Linked DNA regions of Mus musculus: regions 1, 3 and 4 are each linked to region 2. A link is a contact called in public Micro-C and promoter capture Hi-C data. All regions are on one chromosome and are shown on one strand. Each heading gives the region's core, a stretch centred on a gene start, on an enhancer-like site or on the middle of the called end of the contact. The rest is flanking DNA. Distances are from core to core; before and after follow the strand shown. Region 1 overlaps Gm40860 (a long non-coding RNA gene). Region 2 holds the start of Sox4 (SRY (sex determining region Y)-box 4). Region 3 has its middle 26 kb from the start of Prl. Region 4 has its middle 66 kb from the start of Gm40860.

Region 1 (2,706 bases), core at 154-2,653, 1.1 Mb before region 2:
GAGAGACGAGTGTGGAGCTAAGCTGAGCCGCGTGTTGGCAGGACCTCCGTCTCCCTCCTCTCTTGAGCCATGAAAATGTAAGCTTTCTCATCACTATTCAGATTTTTAAAAAGCCATTCAGTGTGGCTGTTCTGTTCGTTTCTGCTTTCTGGTTGGGATGGTGACAATGACTGCCGGGGAGAAACCGGGGAAGCCTAGAACGGTATGGACCAGGGATGCACTCTTAATTGGGAAAGGGAGTCAAAGCCCATGGAGATGGGGGTGCATCAGAGGGGGGTGAATTCTGAGACGGAAGTAAACAGAGAGCTGGGGTTTGCTAACGCAGAAACCACGAGTCCACGTAGTGTCCTCTAGGCCCCCTACTATGCTGGCTAGGGTATTGGAAAGTAGGAACCACACAGTAAACAATTCATAGCATTTTGGGGAGAACGAGCTGGTCTTGGGTAAGGTGGGAAGTCAGTCACGAAGTCACCCACACTGCATCAGAGCAAACAAGGGCTTTGACAGAGCTGTCTGAACTTGAGCAAGAAGAAAAGAATCAGCCCTGGCAATGAGGCCTTGATGCCTGCGGGGCTGGGGGTGTAGTGTGGGTGGAAGGGAACACAGCCTCACAAAAGACAAACACAACCACAGCCTGCATGAACACTGAACTCCCTGAGAAGGAGGAGAAATTGCCCTCTCCACCCTCGAGCTCTGGTTAATCAGGCTTTCAAGAGAGACAACAAGGACTGGGATTTTGCATTCCTGAGGGGCTAAAAGGCATGCGTCAGCCCTGATTTTAGGGTCTTTCCATGTAACCTCCTGATGATGGCTTTCTGAGAACCACAATGTGTGAGGCACTGGGCCCTTTCAAGTTAGTAACTCATTTAATCTTTCAGCTATCCCACGAAACAGACTTGCCTAGCATCCCATTTTATAGATAAGAAAGCTTGCTCAAGAACACTCCGATCTTGATCCAGAGTTGATCCTATTATCCATTGTACATGCTAACTTTCCTTTACCTAAAAGGTGATGTTGTCTGTCTTCTGAGGCTGAGCACCCTCTTTTTGTCTACCTGGTACACAGAAATGACCAGAGACTGCCTAGGGAGAAGCTAAGAACTCTTTTCACCTCCCACCTTCTTCTCCAAGGATACCTGGGAAGGTGGGAGGCTAGCTCCTACCCAGTTGTACACTCTGCTGCCTCATTTTACAGCTAAATAGCTCACTGAGATTAACCCTATCCTTACTAAATGCTAAGATCTTTCTTTTAGGTAAATGAGAACGCTTTACCAACAGGTTTAGCTTCCCAGGCTGTAGACAACACCCATCCATAAAACACCCACACAGGCACACACAGCTCTCTGCCGTGTTTTAACACAGACATAATTATGACTCACAAATAAGCATGGCCAGAGCATAAAGCACTCAACCAGAAGTTACATAAGCATGGACGACATCCATCTTCTACCTAGGCAGCATTAACATGATGCGCTGTGGACTGCAGACTAAATTAACAGAAGACAGAATAGGCCATTTGCTGTAATGAATTCCTGTAGGTGGGGATGTAACCGTCTAATCGCTAGCCCACAGTGGGGAGGGCAGTAATCCACCCATCAGCAATAAATCCAACAATAAGCCCAAATGGTGCTTCCAGAAAGACACTTGGCCCATAAACCAGTGTCTCTAGAAACTGCCTGCCTGGACTTGACATCTTATATTTTGCAGTGGATTATCCGTCAGTAATCCCGTTCCCACCAGTGAGTGATGATTCATTTTTTATAAGTTCAAGGAAATATCTAAACCGCTTCAAACCTTCAAATCAAGTATAGAAATGAGGGGCAAAACCGAGAGCCTCCGCTCAGATGCACAGGAGAATTGTGGTGTGCTTCTAGCCAGGGCGAAGTAAGAGTGGTTAAGCGGACGTTATTCGCTCCTCCCTAGGAGGTACTTCCTGCTTTGTTTGCCCCTTGACCCTCCTTGAATGTTTGTTGCATTGGTAAAAGGGGGACATCTCAGAAGAATAGAAGAGCTAGAAGAAACCCACATTTCTCTGCCCCAAAGAGTTACAATTTACAGCTATTGTTTTATATTGTTATTACTGCATTCTCTATCTACCTATCCACATATCTGAAGATATTGACTGTGAAATTAATAAGGTAGAGAATACCAAAGATCCCAGACACAGGGCAGTGACTAAAGGGCAGATATATGCAGGCGAAAGTGTCTCTCTGAGGAACATCACTTATGTGGGAAAACGGTTTCATATCTTGGAAGACTCTGGGGGGCTATCCCCGAGAGTGGGTTCAAAGAAGTCAGTAAGCACTTCTGTGAGTTAAGGACGTCACTGTATAAAGGTTTGGGAGTGTGCACATCTTAGGAACAGAAGAAAAGAAGTGTTTTGGTGGAGAAATTAGGAAAGGTGTCGAGAGAAGAAGGAACATGGAAAAGCCCACAGGAGCCAGGAGAGTGGAGTCCCAAGCCTAATTAAGCCTCGAAGCAGGATTCTTGAATTCTTTACCATCTTTTTAAAAATCCTCTCTGGGTCCTACGCATCCGGTCACCAATTTCTAACTGACCACATTCTTTCTTAGGAGTCCTTTTCTTTCTCTGTTAAACAGTCACTGGCCGATTCAATCTACAGCTATTGTGTATCGGCAACAATGTTTCAGCTAGTGACTGGTGAGTGTACAATGTAGTCCCATAGGATTAGATTTATGAGCGGGAG
Region 2 (2,700 bases), core at 128-2,627:
GTGACCACCTCCCACCTTAGTCTCTCGAACATCGTGCTGCTCTTACTAGAAGTGGCATTTGCATTAGGGAGAACTCGGAATGTGTGTTAGAATCCAGAGGGCTCAGGACACACATCCGTGGTTTATAATCACACACTCACCGGGCACTAACACAAGCCCTCTATAAAGCTCACAAGGTTCCCAAAGCACAGAAGAGGAGGACAATGAGACCCAGAAAGAAAGATCAGGAGAGGGACTTGAGATAGGTCCAGCAGCCCACTCCCCTGTGCCACCCCTTTCTCTTCTTGGTCTTTTAGGCCCAATTGCTTCAAGTAGCACAGACACACGGGAGACAATGGGTAAGAAAGAGAGGGGGAAGGAGAGCACATAGCGAACCCATCTATCCTTTGGATATTGTGGAAAACAAACATTTAGAAAGTGAAGTCAATCCCATCCTGTATTCACCATGATCGCCCTATACAGAAATCACACAAAGTCTCTTATTGAGGTAATTATGGGCCACTGCCTTAGCGTTCCACAGAAAATCTTGTTTGGCCTACCCAGGATTTATAGGGGAAGTGAAATCATTAAATAACTAGTTAACCTCTGTTTGGCAAAAAGAGTAAGTAATTACTGAAAAGGGGAGAAAGAAAAAAAAAAAAAAAACCCTGCCTTTCACAAACAGCACAGATAGCATCCTGAAGGGATTTACACAATACACCAACGTTTGTTCTGTACCCAGAGTTGTTAAAATAATTGTGATGACAGGTGTCTAGGTACCACTTTCTTAATGGTTTTCAATATCCATTGATTTATTATTGTGGCTCCCCCCACTTACATCTCTAGCTCTAAGAAGGGGCTAAGAAAAGAGATTTTGCACCAAAGGCTGATTCTTTATTCCTGGGCTGAAAAGAACTAATAAAAATAATCACTCGGCTTTTAAGCAGAAAGCTTCCATTTACAGTATTTCACCCTTACCCCCCCTCCAAGCCCCTTGTTATCTAACATAATGGCTAGAATACATTTCCGTCTCTCCCCTTAATAACTTCATGCATTAACATCCTCTTCACACATGCGCGTGCGTGCGCGCGCGCGCGCGCGCACACACACACACACACACACAGAGGCAAACGCGCGCGCACCCAGCAAAAGGCGGAGGTGGGGGGGAAAGAGGCAGCAGAAATCTCAGCTGTACTTCTAGCCCTTTTAAAAAGTTTGCTCTGTAAATTGGAATGAGGTCAGATTTGGAGCTTCTCATTGCACGCGGAGATTATTATTGCATCGGGTTCCAAGCCAATGGGAAGGACGGGGGAGGGGCTTGGCACGAGGAAGCGTTAGTTACAGCGGCTGATTGGCTGTCTGAGAAAGGATAAAGAAGCGCGAGGCGGAATTGGGGTCTGCTCTAAGCTGCAGCCAGAGAAACAGAGTGAGGGGAAGAGGGCCGTCTCCCTCCCGGTTTCCAGTTCTTGCACGCTGTTTCTTAGAGAGTCTGCAGTGGGGGAACTCTGCCGGTAACCAGCTCCCCTTCTTGCAGGAGGGAGGGAGAAACATACATTTATTCATGCCGGTCTGTTGCATGCAAGCTTCTTGGCTTCCTACCTTGCAACAAAATAATTGCACCAACTCCTCAGCGCCGATTCCGCCCACAGAGAGTCCCGGAGCCAGAGTCGCTTTGGCTTTGCACTGCAGGAAAGGGACTTAGGCGCTAGAGACGATGTCGCTTTCCTGAGCTACCGCGAGCTCTCGTGAACTGCAATCGACTGCTTCAGGGAAAGGGGTGGGGGAAAGACTTGCCCCGGAGGCGGCGAGAAACTTGCGTTTGGAAGATACTCCGGCTACCAACGTTTGGAGAAACTCCTCGCCGCGGCCGACTCCAGCCTCGGTGCCCGCAGGGAGCACTTCAGCGGTGAGGGAGGACGGAGGGCCTCGGGGACTCTAGGTTGGCGGCGGGAGGCGGCCGCCCCTGGCCCGCGCGCCGCTCAGGGGACCCTGGTCTCCGCCCCGGGGAGCCCGCAGGGCCCGGCGACCGCGCCGCGAGCGTGTGAGCGCGCGTGGGCGCCCGGCAAGCCGGGGCCATGGTACAACAGACCAACAACGCGGAGAACACTGAGGCTCTGCTGGCCGGGGAGAGCTCGGACTCGGGCGCCGGCCTGGAGCTGGGCATCGCGTCCTCCCCGACGCCTGGCTCCACCGCGTCGACGGGCGGCAAGGCGGACGACCCCAGCTGGTGCAAGACGCCCAGTGGCCACATCAAGCGGCCCATGAACGCCTTTATGGTGTGGTCGCAGATCGAGCGGCGCAAGATCATGGAGCAGTCGCCCGACATGCACAACGCCGAGATCTCCAAGCGGCTAGGCAAACGCTGGAAGCTGCTCAAGGACAGCGACAAGATTCCGTTCATCCAGGAGGCGGAGCGGCTGCGCCTCAAGCACATGGCTGACTACCCTGACTACAAGTACCGGCCGCGAAAGAAGGTGAAGTCGGGCAACGCGGGCGCGGGATCGGCGGCCACAGCCAAGCCAGGGGAGAAGGGCGACAAGGTCGCGGGCAGCAGCGGCCACGCGGGAAGCAGCCACGCGGGGGGTGGCGCGGGCGGCAGCTCCAAGCCCGCGCCCAAGAAGAGCTGTGGCCCCAAGGTGGCGGGCAGCTCGGTCGGCAAGCCCCACGCTAAGCTGGTCCCGGCGGGCGGCAGCAAGGCGGCTGCATCGTTCTCTCCAGAGC
Region 3 (2,700 bases), core at 81-2,580, 1.9 Mb after region 2:
TATCTTTAAGTTATAGTTACAAAAACTTTGCATAAGCTCTTTTTTGAAGTAGTTCACCATTTTACAGCTGGCAAGTACCTCAGGGCTGACCTAATCTTACTCCTTTTGCTGAGTCTCAAAGTGTGAACCACAGCAGACCCTGGTCATTCTGCATTTTCCAAATTCCTAACATGGTCAGACCACAGTCTCGTCCTTCCAATGACTAATCCACTCCATTGCTCAACCATCGAAACTATTAGAATTTATTATTAAATTCCTTGAAGTTCAGGCTCACCCTGATTTTGAGTTTTTGAAACTCTCCTAACTTTAATAATACTTCAGTGAAAATTTTTCCTGCAGGTCAACCATTTTAAATATTTAACATTTTCATATTCCTTCCTTTAGCTCATGTTCTCTCTTGTGTATACTTGGGTAACTGACTTGTTTTTCATATTTGAGGTTATTGTTTCTTCACATTTTTCAAAGCACTTCTGCATCCATGGATTTTTTTTTCTGAATTCAGTCCTCTCAATAAACTTGTGAGGATGATGTGTTCAAAGTAGGAAATAATGAATCTGGGTAGAAGGTATAGTTATTAGAATTTGAACTGAAGGTCAAACAGAGAGGGCGATGGATATGAGAACATGGACTACTCCAGTAGCCAAAAGCTGTGTGAGCTCATGTTAGCCTCCCTTTTCAGGTGCTCTCGTTTCCTTAAAATCAAAGGCCCTCACTTTTGCTCTCTCTCCTCAATATGAGGTTTCAAAGTCTCCCTGATTTCAGCTTCTAAGCAGACACACAGAATTCTGGGTGATCAAGTGCAGATCATCATTACTAAACATGTAGTTTATTTACACTGAGCTAACACCCTCAGGCCTTACATTGTGTCCCATTAGGTTTCTGTACTCTTTCTCATTGTATTTTCCTTCTTCTACTTCATAGAAATGGGGGGAGCAGGTCTTGAGTGGGGAATGTCTACTTGTTACAATAAGGAAGTGTTGCATGAAGTTATTTCATCAAGCAAAACCTTACTTATTTTTAATTCTGAGAAATGCTAAATTAGATTTAAGAGTAGAGGCATTTTGTTTCATTCAAAATAAAATAAAAATAAATTAGAAATGCAGAAAGCTATGACGAGGCAAGGCTTGGAAACAGATCAAGTGACGGGGGAGCCTGAAGAAGACATTATACTGAGACTTGACTACTGTGAATCTTGTCTCCAGTATGAGGAACAAGGCCAGTGAGGGTTGTGGGGTTAGCAGCCCAAATGCAAACAGGTTCCCTTCTCTTCAATCCTGAAAATACAAACAAACAACTGTGTTTGAAAGTGGAAACCTTACAGAGTTTGGGAAGCATTATGTTCTCAGGAGGGCATCTGGTGCCTTGGAGGTCACATCCTGTTTGCTACCATGGTGCAAAGTTTGTGTTGGTTGCTCACTGCATTTTCCAGATCATTACAGTTCAATCTCTATATTGATATCTGAGTTATTAGCCTTTAAAAGTTTCCATGCATTTTGTAAAACTCAATAGGAATCACAGTAATATGCCTGCTACTTTTTTTTTTCCTGCCTGTTACTTTTTAAGGGCAGTTTTACTGCCTGTTCCATGGATTATTTAGCTCAGTTAGTGAACTCTGAGTTTCCATTCTGCTTAGCTTCCCCTGCTGTGCAATTTGGATTTTGTTTTGACAGTTGGTGACCTTTAACCCCTCTGCATAAAATGTTTAGGCTGAAAAAGGCTGAAAAGAGCTTTCAGATGGGATGGTTCCAACCTCTCTCAAGCAAGAGCAGGCTTCCACAGAGCTCAGCAAACCCATGTATAGAAATAGCTTTCAGCCTCCGTCGGGTGTTCTGGTGGAACAAATCAGATCAAAGACTTGCTTAATATGTTTGAAAAATGCACATCCGCATTGCAGAGCAAAAACATGCTATGGAAATCAATAAGATCATATTCAGGCATCCCTGACTTCAAAGTAAATCTTGTGTGTGTTCTCAATTTCAAAAGAAGATGGAGAAAATGAGAACATAAGCTTTGTGGGCTTAATTTTATTTGCAACTGAGCTGAGCTCTCCTATGTCTCTCTACTGACTCTTGACAGGTCCCTGGGGACAGGAGAGGAAGGGCATCTAGATTATTAATTTGCAGCACCTGGGATAATTTCCTATTCCTAAGTTATTAAATTGGCAAAGTCTCTTCCACGTCACATCTTGGAACAGAATTTATTTGCATGTCAGCAGAGGAGTGACACATTCACAGAAAATATCAAAGGAAAGATGCAGAGCTAATGTGGATTAGTGGCTGTGGCTACACTTAAGTCCCAGAAACTTAGTTTGTGTTGAGAAGTGTGTTACCTTACAATGATTGTTGAGGCTACAGAGTACGGATATCTTTCACTCAGGACATGCACTTTTATTGTAACTTTAAATAATAGCGTCTTTGGGAGGCAGGGTAATGTTCTTTAAACACAGAGAGCAAACATGACTAGAGTTTGGAGTCATGTGTGTGTTTCTGTATGTAGCTATTTGATAGTTAATACCAATACTTACTTCCCACATGCTTAATGCATGTGTTATCCTATTTGCTTCTTGTTTTTTTTTTTTTTTTTTTTTTTTTTCTTCTTCTTTGTGCCTCTTTTATGAGACAGTAAGAGTGCACTATAGTAGTGTGGCCATCATGATGATGATTTAAAGCTCAAAAAGTGAAGGTTAGGGTCTGACTCTTG
Region 4 (2,700 bases), core at 21-2,520, 1.1 Mb before region 2:
TCCTTTCACACATGAAGAAATTAAAATCCCAGAGACACCCCTGCCCTGCCTATGATCACATGGGATTGAAGCAAAGCTACATGGGAAAATGGGTCTCTGACTGTTTCTTAGTGTTTGTAAACTGTGTGGATTGCTTTGTGTTGCAAAGGATGCATTTAGAAAGGTACATTGCTGTGCTGTTACACTGTGGCTCTCGGAGGCTACCTAGATATCCTGCAGTTTCCCATATGTCCTGGCCAGTGAGGCTGTGATCAGCACTGAAATTCTGCTCTTGATGCAAAATTTAATGCACTGTTGAAGGTGTGTAGTAGAACTGTTAAAGAATGAAGATAGGATCGCCAGGGCGTGTTCAGATGTCACATTGCTAAAATACCTAGCTAGAGTCTAGGTCATGCAACCACTCAAAGGCTGGTCTTGACTGGGGGACTAAGAATTACTATTTGAGGCTATCTCAAAGAACCAAACTGTAGTGATGGCTTTTAGCATTGAAAATAGAGTAGTGGAGGCAGAAGCAAACATGGCCTCTTGTGAAAGGCAGGCAGAGGAAGCTGGGAGTTTCCTCTCCATTCCAGATCCTGCGACAGAATTAAATTTCTCTTCACAGCTTCTCCAGTTTGCCTGCAGGAGTTACCTCACAGTAGGTGTGTGTGTGTCCTGTTGCAGTTTGTTCAGTTGCTATGTATTATGATGCTAAATTCTGTAGGTTTAGGCCTAAGGTGAATTCAAAAGGTTACCAGCTTTTGTTATGCAAACCTTGTTCCTTAATTTAAAACTATTGGTTAAATCAAAATGGCACAACCAATTACTGGAGGGATTAGAGGCAGTGGGTTTCGAGTTACCTGGTTGAGTGGGAGCAGAGATGAGAAAGGAGAGGACTGAGGAGAAGATGGAAGGCCCTGTGAGAGGAGATGAGCCTTGAGCACCTGGCCAGGAGAAACAACAAGCAAGGGGGTGGGGGGTGGGGGGTAACACCGCTGGGGAGGCAGCCAGACCAGCAGTTAGAAAAGTAGGTTGGGGTTACCCCCCAGTTATTGTCAAAGCCAAATAAAATAAGCATAGTCTGAGGCTCATTTATTTTTAAGCCAGTAGGGGATAAATTTAGAATAGCCATACTACCACATCCACATGACCCAGTTCAAGGCCCTGAGAAGCAGATATTGGGTGAACATGGGTGTTCTTTTCTGCATTTTCATTTCCTTAGTCTGGACAAGATGGTTGGAGCTGCTGCAGCTGTCCTAAACTTGTCCCTGTGTCCCCACCCTCTTCCCTGCCCCATCCTCTCCCTTCCTCCCCCTCTGTTACACATATGCCTCTATGTTAGTGTACTCTGCCGTCCGAGTGTACATGGGTGGCATCAAGGACCTTTCTCTCTCATTCTTTCACATTTTGTTTAAAAACTGAACTGAAACTCACCATGCTGACTAGGTGTGACCCTGGGACCCACCAGTCCCCACCCTCCGAGAAAGAGTTATAGACCTTAAGAGTTAAAGGCGGCCATGCCAGGCTTTTAAATGAGCACTGGATGTCTGAACTCTGTCTTTATGCTTATGCGGCAGGCGCCTCACACAGAGCTCTCTCCCAGCCTTGTATAACAAAAATTGTTTCTCTTTACTTTGTTTATGCTCCTGTAGATGGATTTTCTGTTTCTCATAGCTGAATACTGTGCTAACTGAAATACTAATGAGCTACCTCCCTGGAAAAGTTAATGATTTGGAAGGAACCTATCAGAATATTTGTGGGTGGGGCCTAGGACTATATTTACAGGCTGAGCATCCTTAATCAAAATGTCGGCAACCAAAATGCTCACAAATCAGAGATTTCATGAGCAAGCACGTGCAAAACTTTCCACACCTCCTCTCACGTGGTGGGCTGGGGTCAAGGTGAAGGAACAGTAAACTCTGTACAAAGTCACCTCCAAACTACATGTACGAGCTACACAGGACATGCAAATAAATTTCATCTTTCCTCTTGGCCCCCACCCTAAGACATCTCATGATTTCACTATGATCAGCTAAATGGTCCCAGTTCAAAATCTGAAACATTTGGTCTTAGGTACTTTGGATAAAGGATACTCAATGTGTGTGTGTGTGTGTGTGTGTGTGTGCGTACTTGTACATGTGGTCCCCAACACTCCCTCCTGACTGGAAACTGCCTGTGTCAGGTTTCTTAATCAGATCCAGTTTGATTTTCTATACTCAGCCAAAATCATTGATTAAAAGAGAGAGAAAGAAAGAGAGAACCTAGAAAAAGTAAGTATCAGAATTCAACTTCCACACACATACACTTTTCTAATTTAATGAGCTCCAGATATGACCCAAAGATGTGATATAATATCCTAGGAACACACATGAATGGAGACACCCCTAGAGAATTTGTGCAACTCTGCAGGGCTGACCCTGCGGGACCAGCACTTAGGAGATTAGGTGAAATCTGCTTTGGCCCACGGGGACTTGCACTGTGTCTGTCCTTACACAACCTTGGAACAGCCCACTCCCTTGTCTGTGTAGTGTGTGTGGCTTCAGCTGACTAAGCAATTGCAAGCACTGGCTCTGTTGCTATTAGTGCCTTGGCCAGATCCCTATAAACCATCTGCTGGCTTTCTTTGCATCCATCATTCTGCAAAGATCTGTTCTACCACACTGAGGCCAAAGCGCTGCAATCAACTGCGTTAGTCAATGCAAACGTTAAGATCTTGCCAGC

What was found. Promoter capture Hi-C pulls out the DNA fragments that hold promoters and counts their contacts. A called contact is a pair of places that touch in the nucleus more often than the background predicts.
Region 1: a promoter capture Hi-C map of hippocampal neurons shows a contact between it and region 2, with 2.5 times the contacts expected there. The contact joins the enhancer-like site here to the promoter of Sox4 in region 2. A contact is called at or near these places in 4 of 39 promoter capture datasets (the C10 cell line, hippocampal neurons, neutrophils and 1 more), 1 of 115 datasets of contacts at active chromatin or transcription factors (the 230-238 cell line) and 1 of 9 other capture datasets (liver).
Region 3: a contact with region 2 is called in a promoter capture Hi-C map of second pharyngeal arch cranial neural crest. The contact joins the enhancer-like site here to the promoter of Sox4 in region 2. A contact is called at or near these places in 7 of 39 promoter capture datasets (the 3T3-L1 cell line, 3T3-L1-derived adipocytes, cranial neural crest and 3 more), 2 of 484 Hi-C or Micro-C datasets (embryonic fibroblasts and uterus) and 5 of 115 datasets of contacts at active chromatin or transcription factors (astrocytes, embryonic forebrain, embryonic limb bud and 2 more).
Region 4: a Micro-C map of embryonic stem cells shows a contact between it and region 2, with 5 times the contacts expected there. The contact joins the enhancer-like site here to the promoter of Sox4 in region 2. A contact is called at or near these places in 2 of 39 promoter capture datasets (hippocampal neurons and liver), 4 of 484 Hi-C or Micro-C datasets (embryonic fibroblasts and embryonic stem cells) and 4 of 115 datasets of contacts at active chromatin or transcription factors (astrocytes, embryonic stem cells, large pre-B cells and 1 more).

Annotation. Positions count from the first base shown.
Region 1 is chr13:30,011,083-30,013,788 of GRCm38.p6, reverse strand. The region is part of intron 1 of Gm40860 (a long non-coding RNA gene); the gene reads right to left. Among named protein-coding and RNA genes, the nearest start is that of Gm40860, 9.1 kb to the right of the region's middle. Within about 2 kb of position 1,403, at least 13 of the 459 cell types and tissues checked have an H3K27ac peak or open chromatin away from gene starts, as enhancers often do. A contact at or near this core is called in hippocampal neurons, where this site is marked.
Region 2 is chr13:28,952,376-28,955,075 of GRCm38.p6, reverse strand. Sox4 (SRY (sex determining region Y)-box 4) reads left to right here and starts at 1,377. Exons shown (of 1, transcript NM_009238.3): 1 at 1,377-2,700. The coding sequence starts at 2,055. All of the region lies in intron 1 of Gm46405 (a long non-coding RNA gene), which reads left to right.
Region 3 is chr13:27,030,676-27,033,375 of GRCm38.p6, reverse strand. No RefSeq gene overlaps it. Among named protein-coding and RNA genes, the nearest start is that of Prl, 26 kb to the left of the region's middle. Within about 2 kb of position 1,330, at least 43 of the 459 cell types and tissues checked have an H3K27ac peak or open chromatin away from gene starts, as enhancers often do. A contact at or near this core is called in embryonic limb bud and second pharyngeal arch cranial neural crest, where this site is marked.
Region 4 is chr13:30,067,616-30,070,315 of GRCm38.p6, reverse strand. No RefSeq gene overlaps it. Among named protein-coding and RNA genes, the nearest start is that of Gm40860, 66 kb to the right of the region's middle. Within about 2 kb of position 1,270, at least 9 of the 459 cell types and tissues checked have an H3K27ac peak or open chromatin away from gene starts, as enhancers often do. A contact at or near this core is called in embryonic stem cells, where this site is marked.